Linked DNA regions of Zea mays: region 1 is linked to region 2. A link is a contact called in public Hi-C data. All regions are on one chromosome and are shown on one strand. Each heading gives the region's core, a stretch centred on a gene start, on an enhancer-like site or on the middle of the called end of the contact. The rest is flanking DNA. Distances are from core to core; before and after follow the strand shown. Region 1 holds the start of LOC114108589. Region 2 holds the start of LOC100502165.

Region 1 (2,700 bases), core at 46-2,545, 190 kb after region 2:
CATTAAAAAAAGGTATGTTATCTCTCTCTCTCTCAATCTCTCTTTGAAAATGTCATGTGTTTTTTTCCAGAAAAAAGGACTAGTCCTTATCTAGTTGTGGTTGTATACTGCAACAAGCCGCGAATTGCGTTGCTTTCTGCCGTTGGCCGCTTGCTCCTGGATGGAGCACTCAACTTCGGATTTCCGGGTGCTCCACAGTAGGCTGTAGCCTGTAGCTAGCTGCGCTTCTAAGAGTCGCTATGAGCTTTGGATCATAAAGTGCAAGTGGGCGGGAGAGCGACAGGATAAGAGAGAAGGGAGAGGCTAGCTTAGCTGCTGCCTTTTATGATCCAAAGCTCATAGCGCCCATCCATCCATGCCTGCGCCCTCCCTTCGACCATGACCCGCCCATCCCATTTCATGCCCATCAAGTCCAGTCCACCACGAGAGGAAGAAAAGATAAGCATAAATCCAGAAGGCACCGAGGAATCTGCCCATTGTTCTGTGTTTTTTTTTACCGTGCTACCAAATTCTTACAAGTCAAATTGAGCGATTTACTGTTAATCTAAAAGGTGAATACACGGTGCGCTTCCATTGACCAAGCCATAACCCTGTTCCGGATCGCCAGGATCTCACTTACACGGTAGCTAGCTAGTAGCCTACTATACGATTCCCGACTCCTATATATTTATATGTATACACACACACGAATACTAGTAACATAATAATAGAACGATAGATAGACACGTCAGAATCCCGGTGGTCAACAGCAGAACCATGAAGAAGAAATAGGCGGCGTGACGCTACCGCCCGCCGGCCGCCGCAGACGACGGTGTTTCCTTTCCTCTCCTCTCTTCTCCTCCGTCGGAGTAATTTGACACTACCGCGCCGCGCTCTTCAAAAGTCCGCGTCCGTACCGCCGGAACCGTCACGAAATGAGGTCAAACCGGGGGGGCACACAGAAGAGATGGTCGACACGGACAAGGAGGTCCGTCTCTGAGTCTGAGATGCATGGCCCGGCCGCCGGACGTAAACACCGGACCTAACACACGTCAGGTCGGCACAGCACAGTCCCCAGGCAGATGCAGATGCTGATGACATGCACAGGAAAGCCTCCTCCTTCCTGCCTTCTCCGTCGTCGTCTTGACCTGGCTTTCAGTGCGGATCCTCGTCCCTTTATTACAAGCGAAGCGACGGCACCTAATCGCTTCTGCTTAAGCTTAACCCACAAGTCGCCTCGTGCCATCTCGTCGCGGCATATAAAAGTGCCATAGCCCCCACACACATATGTCTCCGCACTACTAAGCCCGTCCGGTCTAGCTAGGACTAGTAAGTAGCATACCATTACCATCCTCCGCGCGGCTAGCTCCGACTCGCTTTCATCCATACGATTGCCCGGAGCTCAAGCCCTGAGCTGAGCCGCCAGAGCGCGCGCGATCATCGCTTGAGGGAAAAGCAGAGTGGAGTGGCCGAGATGAAGGTGCAGTGCGACGTGTGCGCGGCCGAGGCGGCCGAGGTGTTCTGCTGCGCCGACGAGGCGGCGCTGTGCGACGCGTGCGACCGCCGCGTGCACCGCGCCAACAAGCTCGCCGGCAAGCACCGCCGCTTCTCGCTGCTCAGCCCGGCGCCACCGCCGCCGCCGCCGCTCTGCGACATCTGCCAGGTTCACTCGATCATCCATCCCCCGATCCCCGTGCAAAATAAATCTCTTCGGACGGGGTTCTTTCCGATTGTTCAGCCTGCGAGGTGTGCCCTGCCTGCCTCTGATCGATATGCATGCAGGACAAGCGGGGGCTCCTGTTCTGCAAGGAGGACCGCGCCATCCTGTGCCGCGACTGCGACGTGTCGGTGCACACGGCCAGCGACCTGACCATGCGCCACGCCCGGTTCCTGCTCACGGGCGTCCGCCTCTCCGCCGAGCCCGCCGCCGCGTGCCCGGCGCCGGAGGATGAGGAGGAGGAGGACGACGAGAACAGCAGCGGCAGCTTCTGCTGCAGCGCCGGCGACGCAGCCGCACATCCTCCTCCTCTTCCGTCGTCGGCGCCCGCCACCAGCCACGGGAGCGACAGCAGCAGCATCTCCGAGTACCTCACCAAGACGCTGCCCGGGTGGCACGTCGAGGACTTCCTGGTGGACGAGGCGGCCGCCGCCGCCGCGACTGACATCGGCGTCTCCGCAGCAGACGCGTCGTATCAGGTTGGTGCCGCAGTGCGCGTTTCCGTTCGACCGTTCCTGAGCCGAGCGGGCCTGAGCGCACCCATAGCATATCCCGACTCCCGAGCACGTCGGCGTCGGCATTAGTGCGCTGCTTTCAATCCAACCAGTAGCCATCCATTATGGGCGAGCTGTGTTCCCGGGTGGTCGTCCAGGCTGTGTGATGGCCGGCCATATAATATCTCCAGGAACAACATCATTTAGGGCTCGTTTGGAAGGGCTCTGGCTCCTCTGGAAACGGCTCCGGCTCCAACTCCTCCAAAAGAGTAGCTCCTTTGCAGGAGCAGATGCTTTTTGCAAATCGTTTGGTAAAAAACGGCTCCTTGTGTATGCTGTGCTCATCATTTGATTACCTAAAATCACTGCAGTGCTCTCTGTTGTCTGCAGTTCTTGTGGGAGCGGGTAGGGAGCCACAAATTAGAGGCTCCGGCTCCTTGGTCAGTTTTAGCTCCTGCTCTCGGTTGAGAGCCATTTTCGTCGACACGTTTGGGAGAGCTCCATCCGGGA
Region 2 (2,700 bases), core at 25-2,524:
CATACCTTCGTGAGCAAACTTACAAAATAAAATGAATTAATATATCAAACATGAAGCATTAAAGATAAATGTATCAGAAATAAGCAACATTATCTACATATTTTATTATCTGATCATAAAAATGTCAGAACGTAAAGTTTGAGTACAATTATACCTTCTCCTTGACAGATGATAATTCTCGAGTAATGCGTTTGCAATTACAGGAAATCATGAACAGTAAAGGAATACTGTTCACTATTTATAGGCACAGGACACAGCCTGTGAGGAATTACAATCATGTCCCTCATAAAAGTTTACAACATTGACTCAGATCTTTATGGGCTAAAATGTCATTCTATCTTTAAGTCGGTTCGATCCTTCGTCTTCGGGCATGCTGCAACATCGAAGCTTTATGAGTGGTAGCTTCGGTCATCATGTATAAGCAGCTTTAGCCGAAGCTGTTTCTTCTTGCAGGACCTTCGGTGACGAAGCGTGACCCCAACACTGCACCAGAAGCTTTATAGTATATATCTATCGTGCTAGAACAATACTATTTCAGACATTTATTTATCTACAGTATAACTACCGTGTTAGAACAATATTTTATATGTCTACGTGTATCCAGCGGTGAGTATAGTTTTATATATATAGTCGGCTCATGCCTTGATCTGGTCAACCAACGTAAGCCCCCCTCACTGGCTGTTGGAGTTTGGGAACCTTTTGCTCGGCTTTCAAATTAATAAGGACGCAAAGCACTGTTGGAATTGTTGGGCCGTTCAAGTGACTGAGCTGGGCCAATCGGGCTGGGTTTGCTGCAACTGCCACTGCCAGGCATTGTATGCTCTTGGCATTTGGCAAGCTTCTTTCTTTGGTGGAGCCGGCTAGAGTGCTGGGAGATGCCTGCGCTGTTGGGGCAATCGCAGGCGTAGCAACTAGCAAAGTAGCAAGCCAAGAAGATGTGCCTTGCAAGCGACGTGACCCCGCGCGGGACACGAGATGGGGAAAAAAAGAGAGGGGCAAAGCTGAGCCTGAGCGGCTTTCAGCCCCATCCCATCTAGGGATCCCATCTAGGGATGACAGTGGGTAAGGTACCCAGTGGGCACACGAAGCCATACCCATACCCACTAAGAAAAAATTGACCCATACCCATACCCACTACCCATCATGGGTACAAAATTACGCCATACCCATACCCACCATGGGTAGCGGGTACCCATCGGGTACCCATACCCATTAACATTACGATAGACATGATCATTTTAAAACGCAAAAATAAGTACCAACATAACAAATATATCGAACCCGACATAATTTTATCATAGGTTCAACAATATTCAACATTACATGGCAATATCATGCCTTCAAATCACACAAAACATAGCATTGAGTCTAATTGTTCAATACACAATACTTAATATTTGAATATATAAGACTTCTAAGCTGTTGGAGCTTAAGGGCATCCTTCTCTTCCAATTCCAGTCTTGTTGCTCAGAGTAAAAGCTTCTACAAAGCAGTAATTAGAAGTACTACTACCTTATTAACAAACATAATCTGAAACTAACATCAAATGACTCTAAAATTAGCAACGGATTAAATTCTAGCATACAGTTATACATTGAGATGTGATAAAAAAATATTACATGGAATCTTGATAAATAAAGAACACATTCAAGTAAAAAAAAGAGGGGTTTGCGTGCATCGAACCCCGTTGATTTCAACAACTCTACGCTGGAGATGGTGGAAGAATCTTTAGCGGGCGTAGCTGGTGGTCCTTCAACAGCGAGGCGACTTCGATTGGCGGTGACACGACTCTTCTTGAATGGCGAGGCCACTGTTTTACCCATTAGATTATCTTTAACAGTAGCGCCGGCCGTGACAACGGTAGCAGCAACGGCGTCCCTTCGCGAGGTCGCCGTCACGATGTTAGTTCAATGAAAGTTTACTCACAATCGGTGCTCAGTACAATCGCACATATAACAAACACAACAAAAACAACCATATATTGAATCGAATATACCAAAAATCAAACGAATAGATTGTGCTCAGTGCTCACAGCTCACCTTGCGGTGTCTGAGTTGGTCGTCTCCGGAGAGGATGATACGTCCCCTGCCTGAATCTGTAGAGGAGGGGATGAGGCTGCTGGCCTAGTGCTTGGGTCATGGTCACCGTTCTCTGTGGACTGTGGGCTCGACGTAGCCGATACCGACGAAGACATCTGCAGCGGCGGCGTACCTGGGAGACGGCTGGTGGAGTGGCGGTTGCCTGGAGCCTTGGACGCGGGCGGCTAGCGGGCTGGCGGCTGCCTGGACGCGGGCGGCCGGCGGCGGGACTTGGTCTGTCCTGGACGCGGGCGGCAGGACGCCGGACGCCTGGTGAGCTGTGGATGTGCGGCACTGCGGCGGGGAGTCCGTGCGTTGGGATCCCGCGATTCCCGCCCGTGCGCTGGGACGACTGGTGGTGCGAGTTGGAGCAGGCGAGCAGCTGACTTGCGAGCTGCCGAGTTGGAGCCGTGGTCCGTGGAGTACTGGAGCGTGGGCGTGGTGCCCTGGACGGCTGGACTGGAGGTTTGGAGTTCTGGTCTTCTGGACGGACGCTGGAGGCTGGACTCTGGTGGGCGGCGGCAGCGTTAGGGACTCTGGTGGGCGGTGGCGGCGTTAGGGACAGAGACACAGGGTATTACGTATTAGGGTTAGGAAATAGCGAGAGAAAATGTATTTTATA

What was found. A called contact is a pair of places that touch in the nucleus more often than the background predicts.
Region 1: a contact with region 2 is called in a Hi-C map of ear, with 3 times the contacts expected there. The contact joins the promoter of LOC114108589 here to the promoter of LOC100502165 in region 2. A contact is called at or near these places in 2 of 25 Hi-C or Micro-C datasets (ear and leaf).

Annotation. Positions count from the first base shown.
Region 1 is chr4:154,778,704-154,781,403 of Zm-B73-REFERENCE-NAM-5.0, forward strand. It overlaps LOC114108589, which reads left to right and starts at 1,296. Exons shown (of 3, transcript NM_001368233.1): 1 at 1,296-1,642; 2 at 1,762-2,175. The coding sequence starts at 1,454.
Region 2 is chr4:154,588,678-154,591,377 of Zm-B73-REFERENCE-NAM-5.0, forward strand. LOC100502165 reads left to right here and starts at 1,275. Exons shown (of 1, transcript NM_001196643.1): 1 at 1,275-2,618. The coding sequence starts at 2,138. The coding sequence ends at 2,464.